Linked DNA regions of Anas platyrhynchos: all the other regions are linked to region 2. The links are chromatin contacts, called in public Hi-C maps. All regions are on one chromosome and are shown on one strand. The core of a region is the stretch at or near the end of the contact, and the rest is flanking DNA. Distances in the headings are between cores, read along the strand shown.

Evidence for each region. Hi-C and Micro-C count contacts between places; a contact is called where the count stands out from the background.
Region 1: a contact with region 2 is called in a Hi-C map of F5 follicle, with 2.5 times the contacts expected there. The contact joins the promoter of ZFP36L1 here to the enhancer-like site in region 2. A contact is called at or near these places in 3 of 8 Hi-C or Micro-C datasets (F5 follicle, skeletal muscle and small yellow follicle).
Region 3: a contact with region 2 is called in a Hi-C map of F5 follicle, with 2.0 times the contacts expected there. The contact joins two enhancer-like sites. A contact is called at or near these places in 4 of 8 Hi-C or Micro-C datasets (F5 follicle, liver, skeletal muscle and 1 more).

Annotation. Positions count from the first base shown.
Region 1 is chr5:37,402,679-37,407,003 of IASCAAS_PekinDuck_T2T, forward strand. ZFP36L1 (ZFP36 ring finger protein like 1) reads left to right here and starts at 2,056. Exons shown (of 2, transcript XM_038179267.2): 1 at 2,056-2,304; 2 at 2,843-4,325. The coding sequence starts at 2,248. The coding sequence ends at 3,793. It overlaps LOC119717004 (a long non-coding RNA gene), which reads right to left and starts at 1,698. Exons shown (of 3, transcript XR_011809715.1): 1 at 1-1,698.
Region 2 is chr5:37,456,526-37,461,146 of IASCAAS_PekinDuck_T2T, forward strand. All of the region lies in intron 11 of RAD51B (RAD51 paralog B), which reads right to left. LOC106017967 (a long non-coding RNA gene) reads left to right here. Exons shown (of 4, transcript XR_011809713.1): 2 at 2,642-2,861. Among named protein-coding and RNA genes, the nearest start is that of ZFP36L1, 54 kb to the left of the region's middle. Within about 2 kb of position 2,191, at least 3 of the 8 cell types and tissues checked have an H3K27ac peak or open chromatin away from gene starts, as enhancers often do. A contact at or near this core is called in F5 follicle, where this site is marked.
Region 3 is chr5:37,519,078-37,523,912 of IASCAAS_PekinDuck_T2T, forward strand. All of the region lies in intron 11 of RAD51B (RAD51 paralog B), which reads right to left. The region is part of intron 1 of LOC119717003 (a long non-coding RNA gene); the gene reads left to right. Among named protein-coding and RNA genes, the nearest start is that of ZFP36L1, 120 kb to the left of the region's middle. Within about 2 kb of position 3,009, at least 4 of the 8 cell types and tissues checked have an H3K27ac peak or open chromatin away from gene starts, as enhancers often do. A contact at or near this core is called in F5 follicle, where this site is marked.

The sequences.
Region 1 (4,325 bases), core at 806-3,305, 54 kb before region 2:
TCTGTGTCTATTCTGAGACAAGTTTAGCATCTGCCTGCACCAGAACTGGGGAGTGAGAATGCTACAGATGCTGCTCCTGTGCTGAAGAGGGACTTGGGTCGGGCTCAGAAGCCCTGGACATTTATTGCCGTTCCCTGGGCCCAGCAGTAGTGTCCCAGCTGGAACATGCCCCACACAGGGTGGCTAATGAGCATGGCATGCATTCATTCACTTTTTCAGTAACCTCCTTTAATAATTTACTTTCATTTATTCATTTACCTATCTTTATTCATTTCCATTTATCAAAGTTCTTGCAGGGCTCTGGCAGAAGGTGCAAGGCTCTGATTTTTCATTCCTCCAGTCGGTGTGAATTCATGCCCACACAAATTCCCACTTTGGCCTGGAGGGCTCTGACTTTTAGCCACGAGGTGGGGCGAGCAGCTAAATTCCTGCTCTGAGCATGTGCGCGCTGAATGCAAAGCAGACCACCACGGAGTCAGGTTTTGACAAGCTAAATCACTGGAAAAAATTCCTTCTCGGCTTCGGCGTTCGCTGCTCGATGCGTGGAAATGCGCGACCTCAAACCCCAAGTTTCCAAAACATACGCACGCGTGGGGCGAGCGAATATGCACATTTCAGCACAAGAGGGAGCAGGGAGGAAGCCGAGAAAAAGAAAAAAACAAAAACGGCTCAGAGCAACTCAGTAGTGAAATAGTTATCTCGGCCGGCTTTCTCGGTAACTCTTGGAAAGTCCCCGAAATGACGTTTCTAACCTAACAATTAAAATGGGTTTAATTATAGAGAGGCTCGGAGCCCTGGGAACAAGCACCATCTACAGAATCAGTAAACAACTGCAGAAAATAATAGACTGGTCTCTCCCCTGGTTACTCCTCGCTTCTGGCCAAGGCGAAAGAAAAGAAACTAGAAAGAGAAGGAAATTCGAGGAACCTGATTGCTCTCCCTAAGTAAATAATAAAAAAAAAAAAAAGGAAAGAAAGAAAGAAAGAAAGGACTCTGGCATAGCCAGAGCCCGTGGGCGTTCCTCTCCTTGGTTGTTTTGGCCGTTCTCGAAGAGCGAAGGAGGGGAAAAAGCTCAGCCGCCAGTTCAAAGTCCGGCTCCCGAGACTCTAAAGCAAACAGCGGAGGAAGCGGATGAGTTGCTTCAAGTCCTCAAGGCGCTGGCCGCTGGGTCCCTGCGGGGGCCGGGAGGGACCCACGGCAGGGGGACCCCGGCAAGGGGCCCCTCGCCCCCCCAGCCCCTCGGCCGCCTCGGAGGGCAGCCGCCGTGGCGCTGAGGCAGCCTGCTATCAGGAAGCCTTGAGACGTTTGGCTTTTTTTACACCGAAACTACCCCCGTCCTCCTCCCCCCCCCTCACCCCCCCGCCATATCAATATCGGTATGAATCACACTGTGCCGACTGAAATCTGGAACAGATTACTTGCTCAGAGACACAGTCTTTTTTTTTTTTCAGTTTTACAACTCAAAGAGGGGACTGGCAGGAGAGAGCATACGGGGAGAAGAGAGGCAGAGCGCACCGAGCACCCTTCTAAAACCGCCTTTTAGCAACTTCGGGAAGGCGGCTGCGAGCTCGCTCCCCGCGCAGAGCCCGGCACAAAGCGAGCCCGGGGCTGCCGGGGGCCCCCAGCTGCAGGGGCGGGCGCCGCGGGACTTGCGCGGCTTTTGCGCGGGGCCGCGCGTTGCACTTGCACGCGCACACACACACACACACACACACACACACACACACGCGGGCACGCGCACACACGCGCGCAGCAGCCGCGCACAGCCGCGTCCGGGGCGGGGAGGGGAGCGCTGCCCGCAGGGGCTGTTCTGGAAGGGACGCGCTCTTTTTTTTTTTTTCCTTTTCTTTTTTTTTTTTTTTTCCCCTCCCTTCCCCCTCCCATCTTCTTCACCCCCCCGCTCCCTCCCCCGAGAAGTTTTTTTTTTTTTTTTCTGGGCCTGCCCGCCCGGGTGATTCAGACGCGGTGTCAATCACCCTGCCCTCCTCCTCCTCCTCCCCTTCCTCCCGCCGCCGGCTCCTCCTCCCGGGGTAAGTCGGAAAACTTTATAAGTTGAGCTTTTTGCCCGAGCCCGCTGGAAGCGGCGAGCGGGCGCGGCGGGCTGGTGGCGGCAGCGGAGGCAGCGCTAGCAGCAGCGGGGGGAGGCAGCGCTGGAGGCTGCGAGCTGGAGGCTGCGCCTTACCCACACCGCGACTCCTTCCACTTGCCTGCCGCCGCCCCTGCCGCTTCCCCCCTCGCTCGCCGAAGATGTCCACAGCCCTGGTGTCGCCCACCATCTTCGACCTGAGCGAAGTTTTATGCAAGGTAAACGCGCCGGCTGGCCGCGCTCCGGGTTGGCGCCTGCAGGGGCTCTCTGCGCTTTTTTTTTTTTTTTTTTGCTTTACTTTTTATCCTTTTTTTTTTTTTTTTTTTTTTTTTTGCGTTTTCCTCCTTACTTTCCCCGGCCGGGCGGGGCTCAGCCCGGGCCCCTCTCCCTGCTCCCCGCTTCGGGGCCGGGCAGGGCAGGGCCGGGGCCGGGCGGGGGCCGAGCTGCTGCCGCCGCCCGCTGCAGCGTGCCCGGGCGGGGAGCAGCGAGCAGGGCTGGGAGCAGCCCGAGCCCTCGGCGCCTTCCCCCCGGGGGGCTCCTCCCGCAGCAGCCGCCCCCACGGTGGTCGTAGGGGCGGCTCGGGGTTTGCTTTGCTCTTAGCAGGCGGGCGGGACGTGCAGGGGGCTGTGCTGTGCTGTGCTGTGCCGTGCTGTGCCGCCGAGGCTGAGCCCTCCGAGGGCTCCCGGCGTCGCCTCCCGTCCGGGGAGAGTTGCGTTGAGGCGGTGGCAGTGACCGGTGCTTGCTTTCTGCCCGCAGAGCAACAAGATGCTGAATTACAGCCCCTCGGGTGTCAGCGGGTGCCTGCTGGACAGGAAGGCGGTGGGCACCCCGGCCGGCGGGGGTTTCCCTAGGAGGCACTCTGTCACCCTGCCCAACTCCAAGTTCCACCAGAACCAGCTCCTCAGCAGCCTGAAAGGGGAGCCCGCGCCCATGCTGGGCCCCCGGGAAAGCCGCTTTCGGGACCGCTCCTTCTCCGAGGGCGGCGAGCGCCTGCTGCAGCAGAAGCAGCCCGGGGGCCAGGTCAACTCCAGCCGCTACAAGACGGAGCTGTGCCGCCCCTTCGAGGAGAACGGCGCCTGCAAGTACGGCGACAAGTGCCAGTTCGCCCACGGCATCCACGAGCTGCGCAGCCTCACCCGCCACCCCAAGTACAAGACCGAGCTCTGCCGCACCTTCCACACCATCGGCTTCTGCCCCTACGGGCCGCGCTGCCACTTCATCCACAACGCCGAGGAGCGCCGTGCCGTGGCGGGCGGCCGGGAGCCCGCCGTCACTGACAGACCCCGCCTTCAGCACAGCTTCAGCTTCGCAGGCTTCCCCAGCACTGCTGCCAGCGGGCTGCTGGACAGCCCCACTTCCATCACCCCGCCGCCCATGCTGAGCGCCGACGACCTGCTGGGCTCCCCCACCCTGCCTGACTGCGCCAGCAACCCCTTCACCTTCTCCAGCCAGGAGCTGGTCAGTCTCTTCGCCCCCAGCATGGGGGTGCAGGTGCCCAGCGGGAGCTCCCCCACCACGTTCTTGTTCAGGCCCATGTCCGAGTCCCCCAACTTGTTTGACTCGCCGCCCAGTCCTCAGGACTCCCTCTCTGACCAGGAGGGCTATCTGAGCAGCTCCAGCAGCAGCCACAGCGGCTCAGATTCCCCTATCCTGGACACCTCAAGACGTCTTCCCATCTTCAGCAGACTCTCCATCTCCGACGACTAATCTGGGGTTTCCTCTTGCTCCCCCCCACCTCTATTACGATGTTAAGCTGAACTCCCCCGGCCCCGTAGTCGGAGCTGGATGTTAACGTGTCCACCTGCCTGTCGTAGACCCACTGGCTTAAACCTTAAGTGCCAAATTTACGATGAAAAGCAATAACGTTTACAAAAATTAGTGCCTTTTAATGCTTTCACTGTGACTGTATTACCTCTCCAGCTGCAGAGGGCACCAGCAGCTCTGTGCACTTCCAGATGTGCAGGAAATGTCCGGATCCAGCTCCCTCCACTGGCTGCATACTGCATCGCCCTCTCCCAGTCCCTTCCCGACTGGCCAGCTCCCGCTAGGCTGCAGGCACGTGGGCAGGCGTTAACATCCAGCGCGCTCTCCCCCCTTACAGACTCATCTTGCCTGGATCCACTCAGGTCTGCGGGAAGACAAGCTGAGAACGGACAAAGATTGTAACACGAGTGGGACTTCGACTGGGAGGAAAACGAGCAAATGAAAAAAAAAAAAAACAAAATGAAAAAAAAAAGAG
Region 2 (4,621 bases), core at 941-3,440:
CCAGCTTCCCCTCTCTATCTCTCCATGTTTAAAAAAAAGGAGAACCAGCAATGAGAAATTTTAGTCTAAACAGAGTGCAGTTGCTCCCTGGAGACCTGAATGTGTCTCAGTGGAATTTTCCCTGCCTTCAGCCTTTTGTACTTCTGAAAGGTCCTGGAACCAGGCATGTGACTGTAAGAGCAAAAAACACTTCTGTGTCTGAGTGCTCTACCAAATATTTACAAGATACCCAGATAAAATGGCTACAAGCAAGTTCAGCAGGGTTTGACTGACCGGGCAGCAGTGCAACGCTGTCAAGAAGAAAATCTAAACTTTAATTAAAACAAAATTAAAATGAAATTTTACAAAGGTTTCTTCAAAGCACAAAATTGGTAACACTAAAACTGGAGAACTGCTCTTCCCCAAGGTGAAACCTATTAGCTTTTAGAAGTAGTTTATTGAAGTGGAGTAGCTTACTTGTTGTGATGGAAACTTGGAAACTTCCCTGTTCAAGGAGAGCACAAAGCTGTGCGAGCACGCGTGTAACAGGATAGCTGAAGCAGTCTGCTCCACGCCATCCTTTCAGGTGGTTGGGAGCAAAGGGACATCGGCTTCCACACCCCAGCACCTCCCCAGCCTCCTGCACCGCCGCTGTAAGGGCACGCAGTAATTTTAACAGGGTGCTCTGCTCGTAATGCTCTGCTCTCCAGGAGGCTGCTCAGAGAGGCTTCCCCGTGAGTGCAGAGCACAGAACCAGCCACTTGGGCCGAGGGGGACCGCAGCAACCCTCGGCACTAACTCAGCACACACAAGGCTGTCCTTAGGGTTGTGAGGCTGGAGAGCTGGGAGCAACTTGGTCCTGATCACAGCCCAGCCAGTGCCTTCAGCGGCCTTGAGCAAGTCATACACTCAGTCTGGAAGGTGAGTACGTAGTGCTGTGCTTTGCAGTCATGTTGCAAACGCTCCAACAGTGCTTTGAAGGTAGAAGAAGCTAAGCAGCTGTAACACACGCCAGCCTTCCCACCATTTGGATTCCTACCTGCTCTCCTTCGCTTCTGAACTGCCAGTACCCTGCTACAGCCAACTCTGTTACATCATCCCTGATGATTTACAAGAGAATTACAGGAATAAGAGCCCACAGAACTATCGCTTCTTAGTAAAACCAACGAGTGGGTTTACCATTTCTCTTAAAAAGCAGAAGCGAACATTTCCCTATGTTATGGGCTGTGGAAAGCAAGTGCTGTGCGTTTGTCAGTTCCTGCAGACTGGTGAGGTGTAGGGGTGAATTCGGAAGGTGTGTGTGGCTTATGTTTCTTAACTAGCATTTTAACCTGAACAAAATTCAGAATTTTCATAATTCCAGAGTTTAATATGGCACCTCACATACAGAGAACAGCATCTGCTTTTGAAGTTAGTCTTTAAAGAGGCAAAAGAAGAATGCCTGAATTTTTGAAAAAGTGTTGTTTATTCATTTCTCAGTGGAGTTTGCATTTGCCCTTTCTATGGATTGGATAGATGGCCAGGAGTCGCACCAGTAGTGCGGGGTAAAGCAACATCAGCTAAAGTATTTTTCAAGACAGTGTTTCTCACTTGTATGGTCTGCAGGGCAGGATTGGTTCCTTCCCAGGTTAAATCTGATTGATCCTTTCCATCTGAAACACACAATAAAGACAGAACCTCAATAGCAATGTATAAGACTGAGATGACAAAGTTAGTATTTCCTCCGGTGAACAGCCACTTGGAAACCTGTTTAATCCACAAAACAAATAAAGGTACATTTCAGTATAAATTAATTTCACAGATTAGTTGAAAACGGATTAATTTCTGCGTAATGATCCTCATTCTGCTGCCTGCCTGGTTGTCCTTCTAGTTACCAATATCCAGACTCATTCCCATTCTGTGTGGCAAAGTTTCTGATGCTCCTCATGCTCTGGAGCCAAACCTTAGCACAGTCCAGGCCCCTCTGTCACCCCCTGGCAGAGCTCTCCCAGTGCCAGTGTATACCTGCTGAGGAGCTTTGCATCACTCTGGTTTCCCAGTAAAACTGTTTTTTGTTAGCCAGAGCCTATTAACAGAGAATGGGATGTGCAAAAAGACTGACATTCTCTACCACAGGTTTCTCTCTACAGTTCAAACACGTTTCCTAGAGTTAAGCAGAGCACAGCTCATACCAGTATATCTTCCAACTATTAGCAAATTGCCTTGGATTCAGAGCAAATATTATGGCTGCGCCCTATGTGCTTTCCTAATGCCTCGGCTGAGAGCAGAGCCTCCCTCCTAACCAGTACGAGCTGTTCCATTTTTAATCTTGGTCCCATGTCAATGCCAGGAGGTAAAGTGCTTTGGGATTAAGTTTACTATGTAAACAAAGAATATTAAATTACTGTGATTAGACACCTTATGGACAAAATGGACTGCTTTTTGTGAGAGGAGATATTAAAAGACAAAATAAAAGCATCCTTTAATGCCTTTCTAATTGACCTGCAAACTGACGGAAAGAACACAAACTGAAGAAACACACAGCGTTATTAAGACCAAAATACCCAAGGTCAAAATGAATCATCAGTCAGATTGTGTCATGTCCTCCTGTTCACTGCTATTAAGTGCGTTGCAAGGTATCACGCTCCTACTCAAATATGTACTTCTCTTCCGATTTCTACAGCTGATCTGTTGTGACAAGCTCTGCCCCAAGGACCCTGCAGAACAGCCAGCTCCTACCGGGCCGATCCCTATTGGGCTGTATCAAAGCCTTGAAGAAAGTCAATAAAGCTGAAAGGAGGAGGATGCAAGGCATGGTATTCCCCTGCAACAGGCCATGACATTATTAATATTAACTGAGGGGATATCATAGAAGAATCAGGAGGCTTACACAGGTTGGCAAGGTAAGCTGTAGAGAAAATGTAGAAAAAAAATGTAGAGAAAATCCTTTCTGTGAATTTACTGGGAGAGCCTAAAGAATCAGTGTAGTTGCCTACACTGTGCCTTGCTTGCAACAGGGCTGGCAGTAAACGTATCTGAAAACACGTTTCTGCAGAAAGATAAGAAAGGGAGTAGGTGAGCAAATTCTTTCCAAAGAAACTACTCTTACTGAGCCTTTGGGAACTTTATATCCTTATCCTATTAAAACAAAACAACAACAAACAAACAGACACACACACACACACACACACACACACACACACACACACACACACAGATACACAAATAAAAAACCACAACTCGGCTCCAAAAGCCCCCAAAATAAGAAACCAGTTAATGGGAAAAATAACATTATTTTTAGTTGATAAAGTCCCTCAGCAAGGGAACAGAAAATACCATCTGTCTTCAAGAATTTAGGCATTCCGCAGTCATGATGCACTAGGCTTACAAACATTGTCATTCTTAGCACATTAAAACTGATGTAAAAGATTTTTGTAAATGTTGGATTAGCCAACTAGATTTCTGGGCCTGAGATAACACAGCAAGTATGCATTTTCACTACGCTATCTCTTTTTTGGTCATTTGTTTGTTTCTGTTAAACTGTGACTTTTTAAAAAATCACAGGAATTTTGCAAGTATGTTTAACACCACTGCTTCTTGAACAGCATCATGCAGGAATGCCAGGCCTAATGAATCTCAGAGCCTGTAAAAGCAGTGGGTCACAGGTTTCATCTATAAGATACTACAGCTTTTTCCTGGATTTCAGTAAGGTCCATTTTCCACCAAGCAGGGTTTGTACTGGAAGCTCAGTTGCAAGTTCAGCCAAAGAAAGACACCATCCATCCGTCATCACAAATTATAAACATTAAGATAGCTTTTTGGCATTGGCTTTCTAGAATAACCACTCATTATTACCAGGTATCAAACCGTTCCCGTTGATCTTCTATGGCATAGCGTTACCCAGTTGTGTCCTTACCTGAAGTAGGCTGATGCTACATAAAACTGCCTGGGTTTCTATACGGGCTCTCATTCAGCCTATTTTATTTTCTCTGAGTGATTCAACTGGTGGAACTGGCCTAAATGATTATAGGCAAGCACATGTAACCCTTTCATGGGGCCAGAAGCCATTGCAAAGCTATTTGTAGTGTATGTATGCAAATCAACTTCAGTTTAAGATAGTCTGGGAGAAGTTTGAGGGGGATTTCCCTGCTTTATGTAATCTATTGTTGCTTCTTAGCTTCCTCTATTCACATGGCCAGGAGGCATAAGCATGACACCGCTGGTAATTTCTCAAACTCAATCTGAAAGCAAAGACAATGTGCTCGGTGACCTACAGCAGCCTCGCAGCTTTCGGTAAATCCTCAAACTCCGGCTCAATGATATCCGGAATAAGGGCGGCCTGGAGGAGAAGTGGGGGAAACAACACAGCTGGTAAGGGCTTGGCTCACTTACTGGCATGCTTCGAAAGTGGTTGACAGCCAGGGGCATCGATGCGCTAGCCCTCAGATACAACTCCGTCCTACCCATAGCTCTCATTTACTGTTCCCAAGCTGTACAAAGCGCCGCGTCTCCCGCGTGATCGGTGCCCTCAGCTCAGAGTGGGATCAGCATGGGGCGGTCAGGAGACCAGACTGCCAGCCACACCGCCTTCCCCTGTCATTCCCAAGTGGTGGTAGAGAAAAAACTGGTCTCGCTCATGTGCCCAGGCAGATCTAGCAAAGGT
Region 3 (4,835 bases), core at 1,759-4,258, 63 kb after region 2:
CCCTATTGTCTTGTTAACACTATATTCTGTCTGCAGGAGCCTATCGGTGTATACAAGCTGCAGCACAAGTTGTTGAAAAACAAATCAACTGGTGAACAAAGGTGGTTAGAAGGGTCTGCAATCTTGAGGCTGCACTGCATCATTATTCCTACCTTCTTACATTTCTTTTGGTTTATTCTGCAATAGCCAAAATAGACCAAAATAGAGTCTAAGTTCAGCACAATTTGGGAGTGTAGATGGCTGACTGCTCTTTCCATGTTGTGGTAGCAGGAAGGAACACCAAGAGAGCATCTTGCCTTACCTTGTTCCTTGCTACTACATGCAACTAAGATGGTCCTCACACCACTTGGGCCAATGGAAAAGATGCAAAAGAAATTCCATCCCAACTAGAGAGCTGGATAGATTCCAGAGCCTGTCAAGAGCAAGTAAAACAGCAAAACATTCTGAAGTTCAGATGGCAGATTCTTTGGGACATTTTCCAAGCAAATTTATGTTCATTTCTTGGCTGAAGCCAACTTTAAACAGAAATTAGAACAGTGAACATGGAGAGATGTTTGTGACCAGCAGAAGCAAAACATCTGGGCTTTTGCCGGAGACAACTGAGCTCCAGATGTTGTCAACATCACAATTCTAGGAGTGCCAATCGCTTTGCAAGCTGCCCTGAGAAAGGTCACGTCACTGAACTCTTGGTGACTGAATGTCTTTTGTACGGAGAACTCCTCTCCCAGATGTGCAATGCTTGCTGGAGTTCGGTGCAATTTGCTTTGTTACCAGATTAGGCAGAGGGGAAAGAGAGATCACAAGGAGATATTCTACTTTATGAGAGCAAGCTGGTCTCATAGATACTGCATGAGTTGTGCTTGTGCTAATTCCTTTTGATACATGCTGAGTGCATTCCTTGATACAAGATGCTGCCTCAAGCTGTCAGTAAGATAATGAAATATCGGTACATCAGCCCGGTCAGTTTATAGGAATGGCACTCGTTAATATAGATACAGTTTACAGATCCGAATCAATGACGACATTGACTTCATGTTTCCCTGGAGGACACTGTGCTACTGAGAGAAGTACTAACATAAGTTCATGTTAGAGCATGTCTTGCCAGCAAGTAGCATAGACAGAAGGAAAACATTTTAATCTCCTTTCAGGACAGAGGTCTTTCTCAGCCTTGGTTTGTAACAACTGAACTCCTTAGTTCCAGATCACTTCTTTTGCTTCTTAATCTTTGAGTCCCTGACACTGATAAAATGCTGATCATCAATTTTAGAAGCACTGTAACCCTCACACCACGTGTCATCTGTTTCCCTTCAGTGTTGCGCACATAGACCCCATAGGCCATGTTTGTGCATGTGACAGAGGAAGGAAAAACAGAGGACACATGATCTGAGGGTTATAGTGAGACTACGTGCATCTGCTTTAGGACGCAATGGTATAGCACAAATGAATGCAGTGTGTTTGCATGACACGGAGGCACATGACTAAGCATACCACTGGACAGCTCTGTGAAGATGTGAGTGAAACGGATTCTCTTTTGTAAAAGCTGGTCTCCCTGCCAGATTTTTTTTTTCCAACTCTACAGTTACTTCGCAATGTGAAAAGCTTCGGAATGAAATCTGTTTTTTGACACCGTGTATACTAGGAAGGCTTAAGAATCGTCTGTGTACTATCTGCTGCAGAGTCAAAATGTGCCTCAGTGAGAAGCACTGCACTTTATATAATAAATTGATTGGAAAATGGGTTTCAGCAGCAGAATAATATAACTTGCATCCATTTGCCTCTCAAGAAGGGATGCACAAAAGAGTCTGTCACTTAATTCAGCAGAGTGTTCAGTGGGTCAGCCTGGGAACGTACTTATTGACAAAAGGGCACATTATGGCTTTAGAGCTTGTTGGAATGAAGCAGGCTTAAATATGAGTGTGTATACAAATTGTTTTATCATATAAATTGTTGGTTGCTCTTTCTGATATACTCCAATGCGCAACAGCCTCTTGCTCAGAAATTAACCTAATCCGCACATGAACTGAGCTTCTTTTCCTGCTTCATTGCTATCACAAACAGCTGTTTTCTGCCTATTTGCACTTCATGCACAACTTCAGTTACCTTTTTAATTTCATAACTACTGAAGTAAGTTCATGATGAATTCTAACAGTTGTTCACACAAGGCTGCACTGCCTACATTTAGTATGCAGTATACCCAGAATCGAAGTTTAAAAAGACTTCGCATCAGCAAACGAACAATAAAAAAAAAAACAAACAGAAAGCTGTTTGAGCAGAGGAATGAATTTCTGCTAAGACCTTTGACAGTAGATTCATTGGCCTCCAGCTGATCAGACAGACTTTCGGCTACTTGCTGGCTTTATTCTCGGGCAATCTGAAGACATTTGGGTAGTGCATTTTAAACCAATTGATTGTTTTCTCAGAGTCTACATAGGGGTCGGGAAAAAGGGGAGTATCTTTCTTGCTAATGTTAGCTAGACAATGGCAGCTTAACTGTAAAGCCCCCTAAAAGAGAATAAGCCTATTGTGTCCCCAGTGTGTTTCCCACATTTCAAAGGCCACTAAGTAGCACCAGCATCTTTGCCTCTGGGTTACTGAGAAGACAGACTCTTATGCTTATTAAATGATGGCTTTCCCTAATGATTTGAAACAAAAAAGGCACACACATAGGAAGCCAGAGATGTGCACATTTAAGGCTTCTCCTGCCACAAGGTCAAACACATGAAAAGACACAACAAAAAGTTTGGCCCTGAGATACCGGAGTGGACCCACTCGCCCATCTCTCCCACACCGGCCCTTACCCTCTTTTCTACTGCGAGAGCCCCCGGTTCCAGCACAATTAGGCGCAGCACCAATGGCATTTCTGCTGCCTCTCCTTCCACTTGGCTTCACTGCTGAGAAAGAAGCTTGTTCGGCGGGGAGGCGGGCACCGCTGCCTGAATAGTCTCTGAAGCATTCATTATCTCCCGCCTAATTACATGGCCGACATAGTGTTGTTGTTGTGGGAACATTGCATCACATTAATCAGCTAGGGGATGTGCCAAGATGAAAGGGTCCCCTTGTGTCTGCTCTCTGCTGTGGAAAATGGGCAGGAGGGCGGGGGAAGGCGCGGGGTATTTATCAAGTCCCAAGGGAGGGAAGGCACAGCGGGGGCACCCGAGCTCAGCCCGGCCCCGCCGCCATCTTCCCAGGCCAGCTCTGGTGGCACGCACGCTTTTTGTGGTCACATATGGTGGAGGACTGACAGCCTCAGAGCCAAAAACCTTCACCACAGCAAGCTATGAGCAAGGGCAGTGTTGTGGCCTGCTGCTCGGCTGCTCCTCCATAGCCTGTCCTGCCCTCAGCCCTCTCTGACAAGGCAGGGGAGCTCCTCTTTGAACAACCAACTAGGCATTCAGCTTCCACCTGCCCTCTGGGCTTCACGGAAAGGCACTGTCCCTTGAAACACCCTCCAGACATGCTTTTCTCCAACAGCCTCTGGGCCAAATGTTAAATAGTAGCTGTGACCAGCCTCACGGATCAAGGTCAAGCTAGTACCCAAAAGCAAAAGTTCAATTTCTCAAAGCCTGCTGGTGAGAGCCCCAGTTCGCCCACATGGTGTAATTTTTAAATGGACTCTTGAAATCTGAGATCTCATTTCCTCCTATCTTTGTCCCATTTGTAGGACATTTAAAAGGCTTTGTAAGGCCTCGCATAGATGCTTCTGTGTGCTGGGGCTGGGGGGAGGGCTGAGGCATCGACACTGGGCTGTTTGGCACCCTGCAAAGGACCGGGTCTGACTGGAATACCAAGTGCCAGTGCTCGGCTGAGCTGTTCAATGCTGTGAGATGCAACAGCAGCGCTCCGGAGAGGATGAGGAAAGGTGATGGAAAAATGAAGACATTACGAATGCAGTTCCTTCCATCCGTTAGACTGTCACATTCACTTCTAATTCGATCAATTCAGATCAGCCCCCTTTAAAATCCTCCAAGGACTGGCACTAGCTCGGGCTCAGATCTCTTCCAGCTTCCCCTCCTGCAGGCCGCCTGCCCATCATGGCATTTCTTCACTTAGCTGTTCCGCAGGTTGACTTCAATTGCTTTGAATTTAAGCATCTCGCCTCCAAACCCTATTGTTTTTGCAATGCATCTGGCTTATTAACGTAGGCTATTAAAGCCACTTTGGAAGCAGATTTACCGAGGTGCAGATAAGTTTATCTGCCACAAAGTAGGTGTGAACGCCAGTTCCTGCTACAGTGACTGCTGCCAAGTCCTCCCACTGGTATCCCATGATCTTTTGTGGACAATTGGGGCAGCCTGCTTATCTGCATGCCACCTGCTGTGCAGGAGTCACCCTGACCCAGTGCCACCTTTCTATTCAAATACTGGTGCCGCGTCAGGTGGTGTTCTTCAGATTTCAGCACACAAGGAGCATCACTTGTGTGGTGCTGGACGGTCCTGTGCTATGCAACTTGACTTCGTTGCCCTCTGGTGAGAGGAGTACACACAACAGGGTCTCTCAACAGTTTGTTTTTTTCATGGAGATCAAATGGGACCTGCATTCTACATTACAAGTGGCAACCAAACCAAAGAAGGGCAAGCTTCCAGGGTATCTTGTTGCATATAATGTAAACCAAGTTGTATGGAGCGAGAACAGATTCTCTGTCCTTTGTGCACATACATCCTTCAAAAAAGCCCACTCTGAGAGCGGTCTGTGCACTTGCTAGCTTTTCTCTGCTGCTCAGACTGGGCTGCCTTACACACAGTGCCCTTGGTACTTTATTACTCTTCCCTCAAGCTGCCAGGACACTGGTGCTCTGGCCGTCTCCTTCCCAGTAATTCGGCAGGACGGGGAGCATT